Linked DNA regions of Columba livia: region 1 is linked to region 2. Evidence: chromatin contacts called from public Hi-C data. All regions are on one chromosome and are shown on one strand. Each heading gives the region's core, a stretch centred on a gene start, on an enhancer-like site or on the middle of the called end of the contact. The rest is flanking DNA. Distances are from core to core; before and after follow the strand shown.

Region 1 (7,069 bases), core at 570-3,069, 78 kb before region 2:
GGATGGCGGCGCGGCCCGGCCCGGCCAGGTGTGCGCAGCATCGCTGAGCGCCGCGGGAGCCCAGCGTGACAGAGCTGTGTCCGCACAACAAGGGTGAGAAGAAAAGTGTTTGAGGAAAAGATATTAGAAGCAATTCTGTTAAAAAGGATGGGCAATTTGGTTTACAATTATTTTGAAATAATGATTTAAAATAATTAGATTGCTCTGAACCAATACTGTAACTTTAACACAGGTATAATCACTGAAAATGACATTAAGATCTTGTCTGCAGGCAAATTGCATTGCTCTGATTATAATGGGATTGCTAAAGCTGAGCAAATCCTCAGCTCCAGATCCAGGCGACACGGCAGGAAAGGGGAAGAAGCTCTGCCGGAACACCTGAAAGCGCTGGGCGGGCACCGACACGGGCACCGACACGGGCACCGACACGGGCACCGACACGGGCACCGACGCCGGCGCCGCGCCTGGAGCGGCGGGCAGGCCAGCGGTGAGCGCCACGCGGGAGCGCTTCGCCCCGCACGCCCTCCCCCAGAATCAGTCCAGACAAAGCCCTTACAAAAGGCTCTGGCCACGGAGACCCATGGCAAAACTTGCACTAACATTAGTGCAAACAAAGTGAGTTCAAATCGGTAACTACTCGCACCAGGTTCCGTCCCAAAACCTGAAAACTAGAAATGAGAAGAACGACTGCCCTAAATATTCAGGAATTACCTAGTGAGTGTCAGTGAATCTATTTTTGAGTGGTTAACCACGGACTTCACAAAGAAACCTGATCACTAGAGAGAAAACTTTAGCGAGGCAGCACCTTTTAATGTATTTCAGTTTGAGGCATATAGAACTGCTAATCACTTCAGTGAAAAACTGGGTCAGAGTTGGCCCCATCTTCCCCAAAGTGCTGTAAAACTACATTTAACTGGATATATATATTTATATATAATTTTGTATTCTACTTAGCAGACACGGCAAGGTATGGCAAGCACTGAAACCATGTGGATGGTATTCACTGAAGGCCAACAATAAAAACACCAACCACAAGCCATTTTGCTAAGTCCACTTTCAGCCCCGTTCTCAATAGATTAAAAAATCTATATTAACTAGTGAGCCAAAATCTCCCTAGAATTGCTCATGCAATGGGCAGAGACAGAGATATTTTAACCTGGTAATTAACAGACGTAAGATGCAATATGGATGTAAACAAACACATTCAGATGTTATTTACGGCTGCACACATCTGTAAATAAGACAATAGGGATAAGCAAATGTGTATTATTTTCCACCAATATTTCCAAACTCCTCCTTGTATTTCTACCATACGCTCACATGTGAAGTCTTCAACAAGCAATGTCAGCACCGCGTGCCTCTGGTGGACGACGTCCCCGGTACGGGTAACCGGGAGCGGTGGATCACGGCTGTTTGTGCTCGCCGGACGTGCGGCCCTGGATCTGACCTGCGCTCTTCTGTTTCTTACGAACCAGCCTGCTAAGGTTCCATTTTCGATGCTTTTATTCAATAATGCCTAAAGATGGCATGCTCACTAAACAATCTTGTAGAAACAATGTAAGATAAGACATAAAAGGTGTATTCGATTCCCCAGTCCGTGTCTCCAAATGCAACAACAATAAATGCAAAGCACTGTGGGGTCTGTCACCAGCAGCACTGCAGCTCGTCCAGCCTGCCTTGCCTGAGCCTTGGCCGGATCTGCTCTGAAAAGGCGGGAGCCGGGCGGGGTGGATGGGGCTCGAGTGCGCTGGGCGGGAGCGGGAGCGGGTGCCCTCGTTGCGGGAGCGGGAGCGGGAGCGGGAGCGGGAGCGGGTGCCCTCATTGCGGGAGCGGGTGCCCTCGTTGCGGGAGCGGGAGCGGGAGCGGGTGCCCTCGTTGCGGGAGCGGGAGCGGGAGCGGGTGCCCTCATTGCGGGAGCGGGTGCCCTCGTTGTGCGCTCCACCCCACACACCACAGCTACAATGGGCTCTTTTCAGCCAACCGGGTTGCCCAGCGGCTGCTCATTCCTCGGAGTGCTGGGAGGAAACACTCACTAATATTCCCAGATAAGCACTATTAAAATGATGAGGCTCGCTGCCCTTTCAGAGCGTCGCAGGAATCATTTGACGCTATGGAAGTCGCTGTCCCTGCAGCGTGTCCCTGGGGCAGCGCTGGGGATGCCGATGGGCACGGCCGCTCCTGTCTGGGGTAAAAACCAAACCCAAACAAACACATAAAAATCAAACCAAACCAAAACAGCAACAACGAAAACCCCACCAAAATAACCACCAAGTTCTGTGGTGTCACAGGCACTTGGGGACAGGATGCGGTGATGCCCCGTGCTGGCAGCCCGCTGGACTCAACCACAGACGTGGTTCCAGGTGCGTGTTCCTTCAGCAGATTTTGAACCAGCATCTCAGAACGCGAGATTGTTGATAAACAAGCTCCAAATTACACTAATGACAAAGTGATAATAACGTTGAAGTAATTTGGGTTTGGTTCTTTCACATGTTGTTCATCAACACTCTACTATCAAACAAACAAATGTAAATACTGCCTGATGATACTGTAAAAACATCAATAGAGGTTGAAGAATTAAATAAAATAGAAAAAAATCTCTGGGGGAGGACCTATCTGGGACTTTTTTTGGAAATGTGTAAAGCTGATCACTGTTTTCTCTGCCTGCTCCTCCTCTGGCCAGGAGCTGCCTCCATCCACGCGTGTCACGGCATTCATTAACTGCCCTCGGGGAGCTGACATGGAAACATCTTTCTTCTGGTCCAAAAGGATGGAGGGATTCTAAAAGCAGTTGTGTTAGCAAGGGACAAAGTCCTTGGTTTTTATATTTTACAAAAATCTGAGGACACGACAAAGATGGTGAAGCATTTCTGGACCTGGCCAGCAAGCAAAAACATGTTTTAAGTTGCTTTTCAAAATAAATCGATTTCAGGGACTAAAATTGCTGGCTTGCTCACTGTGCCCTGGCCAGGGCTGGGGTGTCCCCAGCTGTGTGGTGGCTGTGCCGTGTCCCTCACCGGCAGCAGCTCCGGCGCGGGCCACGCTCGGTGCCGCGCCGCTCAGCCCTGACCACGCTGTCGCCAGCCCGTGTCCTGCCGCGGACCCGCAAACACCTGACCCAGCGAGGCCTCTTCTCCGCGTCCCTTCGCACTGAAGGAACAATTCCCTCCTCCTGGTCAGCCTGGAGCTGCGCAGCGGGAGCTCCGGGCGCCAGCGCTGTCTGGATCTGGCGGGTGCGAAGCCGCGGGCAGCCTGCAAGCCGCGAGTTGCCGCGCAGGGTGCAGACTGGCCGGTGCATGTCGACTGCAGAGCCGCAACACAAGGAGAGGCTGATTTAAAAACACAGACACGTAAGCAAGACAGAAACCCCACCTCCCTGTGATTGTGTGAGAGGGATCAAATGGGTAGAAATGCCACAGAGAGACACACTCCTCCCAGCGTAATTGTTACTATCACAGCTGCGGTGGAGAGAGGGGGAGGAGAGCGGATGATGCAAAGAGCTTGGCATGGTGCTCAGCGATCGCTGGACTGCAGCCTTGCGCAAGAGCCAGGAGCTGCTGGAATCCGGGCGAGGCGGCGCAGCGCTGCTGCACGCACCAGGCGCGCGGGTGCAGGGACAGGGACACGATGCAGGGACACAGGGACACGCTGCAGGGACAGCGACCCGCTGCAGGGACACAGGGACTCGCTGCAGGGACACAGGGACTCGCTGCAAGGACACAGGGACACGCTGCAGGGACAGCGAACTGCTGCAGGGACACAGGGACTCGCTGCAGGGACAGGGACTTGCTGCAGGGACACAGGGACACGCTGCAGGGACAGGGACTCACTGCAGGGACACAGGGACACACTGCAAGGACACAGGGACTCGCTGCAGGGACAGGGACTCACTGCAGGGACACAGGGACACACTGCAGGGACAGGGACTCGCTGCAGGGTGTCCAGGGCTGCAGAGACACAGGGACCTGCTGCAGGGGGACAGGGACACACTGCAGGGACAGAGACCCACTGCATGGTGTCCAGGGCTGCAGGGACAGCGTGACCCGCTGCAGCTGCATGCACTGCACAGCCCTCTGGACACGCTCCCCATCCCACCCTGTCCACACAGTTTACACAGCAGCTTTGCAATTTACTGGTTCTTAGTCACTTATTTTCAGGACTCATTACAAAGAGTAATTACATGGTCATACTGTCCCTAGCCTTAACACCATTTAGTAAAGTGGATAATTAAGCACTGTTAGCTCCACTGTGCATCTATGGAAACTGTCGAGAGGCCAACATGAGGTCACAGGGCTGCTCTGGGTCTGCTCAGGATTGTGACGCATCAGTGACCGGCCCCTCCATCCAAAACGCTGGTATCACACTGCTTTTAAGGAGTTACGCATCAGAACGGCTGTTCCCATCTTATCAGGGAGAAATCTAACACAGAGAAGTACTACACGAATTAACCAAATCAAACCTTTGAGAGCTTGAAATGAGCGCTGGTATTTTTCATTTTGTCTGTCAGGTGAGATAACCACCACCTCTTTCTGAACAACCTCTGTCCCACGCAGCTGATCGTTGCCCTGGTGTGTAACGAAGCAGCCAGATGTGACACATCTGGTACCCGGGCTGTGGAACGGAGTTTGTAACAGTGTGATTCGCAGCCTCAGCCCGCAAGCGCCTTCCCGAGCCGCCCGGTCCCCGGGGCCGCAGCCGAACCGCGGGGTATTTATAGCTCTGCTCCTATAAACTATTATCTCACCGCGGCCGGTCGGCCTGCTCCGCTCCAAAGTGTTTATGGTGCCCAGCCGCCAGCCTGAAGGTGGAACGCTCTTTTCAGCCTGGGAGAGAGGCCTGAGAGAGCTGAATTTTTAAATACTGCCCTTTTCCTGATTTTTTTAATACCTTAGTTCTTATGCAAGACACTACAAATTGATGACCTGTATTTATCCAAAACAGGTGTATAAAACTGACAAATTTTCTCTATTATGTGTGTCAACTTGATTTCTAAGGAGTGGAAAAGACTCCAAACACGTCTAGGCTCTGGTTTGCTCTGCGGCAGAGCAGCGAGGCTCCGCGGTGCCAGCCCGCGCCCAGACCCCGTCACTTCAGAGCTGTCTTAGGAAACGCATCATGGTAGCCACATAATCTTGAGAAACACTGAATTCCATACTTCCATTTAAGCCTATGGAAAATTGGTGACAGATTTAAAGGGTGGGAAAAGCAGACCCCCTAAGTAATGTGTGTGTAATAAAATAATCTTACAAAATCCACTGATGTGAAAGACCCTCTAAAGGACAATTGAGTCTATTAGATGTTGAAACAGTATGAAAAACAGTCTGAAAACTGCCCTTATATCTGAAATCCTTGATGAGGACCAAGTGGAGGATCGTTTCATGTCAAGTAATCCAGGTATAGCCAGGTGCAATCCACCTGTTCCAGACACGGGCCAGCGTCCCCGGGCTGGGTTAACACCCAGACGCCCTTCAGGGGTTCAGGAAACCGGGCAGTTTCTGGGATGGACAGACCCAGCACGCATGACGTGGCACGCTGGAGACCAGCACAGCTTTATTGCTTAAAAAAACAACCCAAAGGCTCACAAAATGCAGCTTTCTCGAGCGCAGCGAGGCAGCCGGGCCTGCGTGGGGACGGGGGGCTGTGCACCGCTCCCCTCCCGCCGCCGCTCCCCTCGGCTCCAATCAGCGTCCCCGCTAATTGGATGCAGAGCGATGGCTCTGGCCACCTGGCACCCTGTCTGGCTCGCTCCCACCACGGATCAGCTGGCTCGGCAGCTGGGGGAACTGGCCACCTGGCTAATACCAGGGCTACAGCCTCCCCGGCCATGGCCAACCTGCTGCGGCATTTCCTCCCCGCCGGCACCGGCTGTAACGGCTCCCGAGCTCTGCTCATCTTCCCATCACAACCCGTGCGCTCACAAACACCCACCTCGTGACCCTGCCGCTCTTCGCCTCCCTGTGCCCGCCACGACGCACCAAGAGACTCCTGCCTTAATTGCTAAATGAGAAGAAAACGAGCCTCTCGCCTTCTCCTCCAATTTCAGCAAATTATTCGCCCATCCTGCTCTCACCGTCATTCTCAGCACTCCAGATCATTAGCTGATAAGTTCCACAAAAATTTTGAATGGTCTAATTTGTTGGGTGTTTTTTAATTAGTAAAAATACCAATAAAAATTAAGAATAACATCAAAACAAAGAACTGGACCATAATACCGTGAAATCAGGTTCATGCCTGAAGGCTACATTCTCCCCGTGCCCTGCACCCCGTTCCACCGTTAGCACTTGTAAAACCTCAGTGAGAAAGGCCACAATTCTGATTTGACTATTTAACACTCATTTTGCACATATGTAAATTACTCCACGAGGAGCAGGTTCATGGAAAATGAAGAATGAAGTGCACAAATACACATCAGTAACGAATTCTGGAGCGCTGTCAGCATCACGCAGTGAAACATCCTGCGTTACACTATGAAAAGTCATTTTATTACTTCAAGATCTTAAAGAAAAATGTATCACAAGGACTGAAACTTCCTGTTCAGTTTCAGATGTACCACGATGAGGTTCTGCAATGTTTTTAAGCTGGTCTTGGGATACTGTAAGTAGCTTTTACGTCCATTAAGAACACTTTTTTAGGGAACACACATTAATTTAATGAAATTTGCTTAGAGTTTCCTATTTTGAATGAATACGGAAAATACAGTAGAGAGTTGGGGTCAATTAATCCTTTTCAAAGCATTTTTAATTAAGCGCGCTTTCTAACCTGGCCAAAAAGTGTCACATCCTGAAATTAATCTAATTATATATAAATATAATAAGGTTGCGGAGGGCCAGTTACACTGGGAACAAATAACAGAAGTGTCGCCAAGGTGCGAGAAGGCACCTCAGCCCGGGGGCGGGATGCGCCTTGTCCGCCCTGACCACCACAGGCCAGTCAGACCGTTAACTCTGTCGCAGCCACCGGGCCTTCACCACCGCTTTGAAAGAGAACTTTTCCAATACTTGTCAGTATTATTTTTGTGGCATTTATTGAAGCATAAATATCACCAAAGTTCATCAACATGAACTAAAAATGC
Region 2 (6,412 bases), core at 1,987-4,486:
CCTGAGCATGGCACGCCGGCAAAGGGAGGGCTTTAGTGCTGGATTATCAACACAGACTCCTGTTTTATCACCTGCTTGGCCAGCTGATGCCCGGGAAAAACATCACTCTGGTTCTTCAGAGTTGCAGCTGGAGGAAGCTGCTGGCACCCACCGGCAGAGGAGCGACTCAAGAGGCTTTGTGCCACATTGGACCACGTAGCATGGTCCCGGCAGGGGCTGGTGGCACCTGGCCAGGGGTGCAAGCAGGGGGATGGAAGGGATGGAGATCCCCTGATCCCGCACCGGCAGGATCCCTTGGCTCGATGCTCGCCTCCCCCGCGTCCTGCTGAGCCCCAGCGCCAGCTCCCGTGTGGGCCCGGCCCCGGGTGCCCGCAGGGGCTCGGTGGGCTCGCGGCTCCCCGCGCCGTGGCCGCCCCAGCGCTCACCTGAGCAGTGCTTCTGCAGGCGCAGGATCTCCAGGTGCAGGTCATGGAGCAGCTCCATCTGCTCCTTCTTCAGGAAAGCGATGTGCCGCTGCACGCTCTGGATCTGGTGCTCCAGGGACACGGTCTCCATCGCAACCAAATTCACAGTCCAGGCCTGTGGGGAGCGGAGATGGCTGGTGATCAGATGCACGGCAGCTCAGCGGGCGGGCGAGCCCGGTCCTCGAAGCCTGGCGAGGGGCAGAGGGGGGACTGCTCTCATCTGCCCTTTCCAGGGGCCGTGGCTGTGCGTGATGCAGCTGCACTCAGCAGGTCCCCAGGGAACGGTCCCCAAGCTGCCCCACTGGCCCAGTGCCTCTTGGGACTGGCTCTCGTCCTGCTGCGCTCAGGCTGGAGGCTCATGGGCTGCAGGAGCAGAAAATGCTGCCGCACGGACCCTGACATCAGGATGGCTTGTTTCTATTTTGGATTTGGCCCTAGGACATGTTTTATCGCCAAGCAGGATCGCATCTGGGGCAGGATTGCTCCTGCAGTCCCCAGGTGGGAGTTGCACCAGAGACGATTTTGGCTCTCGCCTGACAAGCCGCATGTTACGAAGCAGTAACTGCAGTGAGAGATCTAACACATGAAAAATACAATATGCTCCGTCTAACCCAATCAGCGTTACATGGCAAGGAGAATCGTGTTGTCTTCCAGAAGAAGAAACATTTTCCCCAGTAATCTGGCCAGCGCAGCAGAGCTGCCGCGAGTCCCGCGCCGGGCAGTGCAGCGCACGTCGGGGTCCCTCACCACGTGAGGCTCCGGCAGAGCAGCGGCGCGAACTGCCCGCCGTGCCAGTGCAACAGGGGAAAAATAACCCTCTGAAAGGACCCGTAATCCTGGGAAATACCATTTCCTGCCAACATGGAATCCATCCTGACTCCCCGCCCGCAGCGCAGGAGGAGGGGCAGCCTCAGCAAACCGCGGTGCCAGCGGGGTGACACCGCACCGGCCAGCAGCGGACACTGTGTGCACTGTCCTGTCCCCGGGGAGCTGCTGCCGTTCCCCCCTTCATTCACAGCTGACTTCAGGTTTCTTTCCATAGAAACTTCAACATGAAGCGAGCACTCTGGCTCACGTCCATGGCACGCACAGCTGGGGAACGCAGCACATTTCAAGACAATTCCTGCAACCTAAATCGAATCAAAGTGCATTTAAGCTCGATTCCACTGTAAGCAATCTTGGCAGTGCCGTGAGTTCAGAGCTTTCCTCTTGCCAAAGCCTCTCCAGATTCATGAAATCCTTAAACTGGGTCTCCTGTTCCATGAGAGGGAGGGGAATTTGTTAAGGGGGGGTAGTTCACTTGTGCCGGTTTCCCGGCACCTGCTGCAGGCTGGAGACACGAACCGCCGCCAGCACGGCCCGTCCTGCCGCCAGCCGCGGGGCTGCAACGCCGGGCCCAGCCGAGCAGCCTCCTGGTGGGAGCCGTGGCACCTCGTTCGGGAACGGCGGAAAGTAGGTTGGACAAAGCCCGGGGGACACATCGTGCTATTTTCAAGCACTTTGTTCTGTCTAGTTGAAACGTCTTTAATAGAAATGGCTGCAAATTTTCCATTGAACTTTCCCTCCTGCCTTTAAGTGGGAAATTACCCTTTTTTACCAATGAAAATGTTTCTCTTTAAAAAGAAATTGTTGATTAAATATCAAGCTGTAAAGAAAGCCAAAGAAAAACAATTCTGGAATTGAGAGCTGTTTGTCATCTCTGATTTGGAAGGTAAAAAGCCTGCATAATTTACGTGACTGTTTTCAGCATTGCTATGAGAAATCCCTAGCGGGTTTGGCTGAGCTGTGTCTGTTCACCCTGACTTTCAGCCATTCCCTTGAGAAACAGCTCTCGGCTCCCGGCAGGAACAGCAGCACTGTTTTCACCGTGCGACTGCAGCCTCTGGGACAGGGCACATGGGGTCCCGATCCCAGCCGGCTGGTCCAGCGCTCGCAGACCTCAGTGAGATTCACAATTCCATGCCAACTTACCAGAACTCGGTTTACAAATCAAAAAGACCGAAGCAACTTCTTGCAGTAGCTACAATGATTTAGCTGCAAGTCTGCTAAGAGCTGCTTTCCATCGCACAGACAGGTTGTTTGAGAATTTGCTTCCAGGGCAAAACTATACTGAAGGCTGTTGTTTCACGCCAATCAGAATCCCAAAACTTCGACCCAAGGGAAAACCTCTGCTCTGATGGTGCATTTGAAAGGCAGATATGGCACATACACATACTCAGCACAACAACTGTCAAACCAAGATCACTTAATCATTTTTCCCCATTAAATGGCAAATCAACCAGGAGTCAGAGGGCGAAAACCAGGTCCGCCAAAACAGGTCGATAATTTATCCTGTTGTGGTTGCCAGCAAACCCCTCTCCATCACATTAAAACATATGCAGAAATAAACACTGATACGTATTAGAAATCTATACTGCTTAGTATTTACGACCTCAAAGAACACAAACGCAAATTAGCAACAATGCCACAGAGCTAGTATGGCTTTAAACGTCAGGAAAACAAGGCAGCAGGAAGCTGAGAAACTTGCAGAAGGTCACAGAGGTAGCAGCAATGCCAGGAATAGAAACTAGAGGTGAAATCCTGGCCTTGTGAAAGTCAGTGGGAAACCTTCCTTGATCTCAGCAGAGGCAGAATTACACTTGGAATCCTATTTGTTATTCACTATCTATCAGTATCTATCTAAAGATAAAATCAATACAAGCGATGGTTATAAATTATTGTGTTTTCTCGCAACTCTCTAAACACCGCTGCGTGACTAACGGCCAAAGCTGAAGCTTGTGATTCAGTTGCAGATGCTGAAAGCAAGGCCGTGTTTTCTCCTGCTGGCTCTGGGGGAATTAACTATGGATTCAGCTCGCTGCCAGGAGCAGAATCTGGCCAACCGTCAACGCTTCGAATCAATCATCACATTAGGTGGGTGATCCCCCCCGTGCCATCCTGCACTTCGGGAATTTCGGAGCGACGCTTTCTGATCCCCAGCGGAGTCCTGCTACGGACACTGAACCGCGCGGCTGCCGGAGCTGAACCCGCTGTGCTCGGAGCTGCCTCCGCAGCGGGTGGGGAACCGGCGGCGGGTCTGGCGGGGCGAAGCAACTTCTAGAACAGGCACAAGCGGGGCTGGAGGCAACTTCTGGAGGGACGGTCCCCACGCCGCGCGTTGACCCTGCCCGGGCCGCTCCCCGCCCGCGGCCCCCGGCTCCCGCGCCCGCATCCCCGCAGCGGCTCCGCGCCGCCGCCGCCCGCCGGGGCCGCTCTCCCCGCCCGGGGCCGACCCCCCGCGCCCAGCCCCGGTCCCTTACCTGGGGGGAACGGCGGGGCCCCGCCGGCCGCCCGCTGGGCGTCATGGGGCGGCGGGGCCGGGGCCGGGGCCGGGCTCCCGCGCTGCCCGCGCTGCCTGCGGCGGCCCCGCCTCGCCCGGCCCGGCCCCGCCGCCAGCCGCGCCGTAAACAGGCGGCAACGTGACCGGAACTGGGGAGCTCCGCCGGGGCGAGGGCGGGGAGCCGGGCCGCGCCGGGAACCGAGGCGGGGGCTCGGGGCGCCGACCCCAGCGCCGGGAACATCCCCTCGCAGCCGGGCCGGGGCTCCGCTCCCCGGGGGGGACGCACTGAGGCCGGGGCTCCGCTCCCCGGGACCCCGCACAGGACCGGGCTCCGCTCCCGGGACGCCCCGCGGCCGCCGGCGGTGCCGCTCCCCGCCGCTGTCCGCGGTGCTGAAGCCGGCGCGTCCCGGAGCCGCCCCCAGCGCAGCCCCGGGGCTGCGGGCGCCAGCGGCAGCGGCCGCGGGCTCGGGGCGGCTGGGAACCCCCAGCGTTCGCGTGTCCTGCGGGGTTTTTAGCGTCAAGGCGACTGAAGGGGGGAATGGAAGTGAGATGTGGGGTGGTCCCCACTCCAGCCGGGAAATCGGTGGGGAGCGCGAGTCAAAAAAGAGCTTCCCAGAAGCTGTGGTCAGAGAGATGGTGAGAAAAGGTGTTTTACTTATGTGGTTACTAATTCTTCATACCCTTTTGTTGTGATATGCAGACCAGCTGGGCTCCACTTTCAAAGATGACTAAATTCATTGTGCCTCTTTTACAGCAGGGGAAGCTCAGATGCAGTGGCCTGTTCCATGTCGCATGGCAGTGAAGGCGCAGAGAAATGGTAGCGTCCTCCCCGTCAGCTGACAGTCTGCTGATTCCCATTCCCTTATTCCCAAATCTGCCACAGAGAGTGCAGTGTTCCTGGTCTGATGCTCAACCAGATTGTGCTGCCATCCTCACATTACAACGGCCACTGTTCTGCGTACTCAGCCTTCAGTGCACTAACAGCATGTGAAGATGTTATAGGGCAGCCCACAGGGTATGGTTTATGGCATCATTTCGTCATCCCACACGTCCTTTCTTCCCCTTGGGTGTTTCAAACCTCTGACCGAGTGCCTGTGCTACACAAAGCAGTCGAGGTTATCCTGTGCTCACTCCTGTGTGGGCCTCCTCTCAACTTGCTTTCTCTGAGAAAAAGAGATCTTCCTGCAATGACAAGTTGTTAAGAGGCGAAGGATTTCTGTGTGAAGAAGGACAGTGCAGACATTCGTACTCAGATAAATGTTGTCTCATCAGGAGCTGCTTATAACCATCAGGCCAGCTCTTGCCAAGGTGTCTTTTGCCCCTCTCTTTGCAGTTTGCTATGTTTAGGGGTGTGTGTGCTGTTTTAATGTCTCACTGTATCTTTCCCTAACTTGTGTGCTAACTTGAGTAGCAGTGAATTACAGATAGGGGGGTTGGAGAAAGAGGGAGGAGTGATTTCTGAGTGCATCATGTTTCACCAGGTTTGTACAATTTTCATTGATTTTCCAGTGAATAAAAGACAAGCCTCCAAACAACCAAGGTCAGGCATTTGGGGAAAGCTGCCTCTGTGAACGAGGTCATGGCTCGGGGACACAGCCGTGCGGGGGAGGCAGCAGGCACAGCGCATCCTCTGACCCAGCGGGGCACGGCGCATCCTCTGGGCTTGCTGGCAGCTTGGATTCAGCCACAGTGCACACAGACTGTCAACATTTCCCATCACCTCTCTTGCTTGTGCTCACCATTCCACAGTGAGCTGGTTTGTGTGGCAGCTTTTTGATCTGAGAGAGCTGCTCTCAGGTTTCTGACTACGACATGGCCTAGCAGCCCCCCAGCTAATGCCTCCTGCAACCACACTGTCCTGCGCTGCAGTTACGCTGCGACTCGCTCCCTGCTCCCACTTTGTTCTGAGAGACAGAAACGGCCTCTCCGATGGGTCTGAGGTGGTTTCTAATCAACACAATGAGTCAAAATTGGCAGGAATGCCTGTTTCAGCCTCAGGAGGAGTTGTGGGGTCCCTGCTGCCAGCCCAGGTGTGTGACAGAGCTCCGCAGGCTGTCGGGCAGAGCCGGGCTGCTCCTGGCCTGCTGGGCACCAGCTGGGAGACGCAGCTGCAGCGCTGCCCGGAGAGGTGCTGGCAGCACCGCTGGCCGGGCCCGTGGGTGGCAGCGGGGCTGGGGGAGCAGCTGCGCAGGGACTCCCCGAGCCCGGGTTTGGCTGCAGAGTCGTGGCTCTGTCCCCCGGCAGCCGCCCTGGAGAGAGGACGCTGGAGGTGGCAGAGCTGCCGGTGCTGCAGCGCCGTGTGGCAGGCGGCAGCTCCGCCGGGCGGGGCCGGCGCTGCCCGCAGCTCCGAACCGACACTGGCCTCTAGCGGCAGCGGCACCGGCAGCGGTGCGGAAAGCGGCGTGGGAAGCTGCAGCGGTGCGGGAAGTGGTGCCGGAAGCGGTGCGGGAAGCGGCAGCGGTGCGGGAAGCAGTGCGAGCAGCGGCGCAGGCTGCCCACGGGTCTGTCTGTGGTGACACACCTTGTGATGGGTGACACCAGTTCCCATCAGAGGTGACAACCAATACGGAGGTAATCCGGCCACTTCCCAAGAGCAGCGCCTGTCTCAGCGTGCACCAAAGTTAAACCC

The links. Hi-C and Micro-C count contacts between places; a contact is called where the count stands out from the background.
Region 1: a Hi-C map of liver shows a contact between it and region 2, with 3 times the contacts expected there. The contact joins the enhancer-like site here to the promoter of RAP1GAP2 in region 2. A contact is called at or near these places in 2 of 2 Hi-C or Micro-C datasets (crop and liver).

Annotation. Positions count from the first base shown.
Region 1 is chr20:566,766-573,834 of bColLiv1.pat.W.v2, reverse strand. LOC110359407 (a long non-coding RNA gene) reads right to left here. Exons shown (of 3, transcript XR_010467303.1): 3 at 6,217-7,069. Among named protein-coding and RNA genes, the nearest start is that of PAFAH1B1, 9.0 kb to the right of the region's middle. Within about 2 kb of position 1,819, at least 1 of the 3 cell types and tissues checked has an H3K27ac peak away from gene starts, as active enhancers do.
Region 2 is chr20:490,817-497,228 of bColLiv1.pat.W.v2, reverse strand. RAP1GAP2 (RAP1 GTPase activating protein 2) reads left to right here and starts at 3,236. Exons shown (of 26, transcript XM_065036571.1): 1 at 3,236-3,377. It overlaps CCDC92B (coiled-coil domain containing 92B), which reads right to left and starts at 4,253. Exons shown (of 4, transcript XM_065036590.1): 1 at 3,764-4,253; 2 at 426-579. The coding sequence starts at 4,024.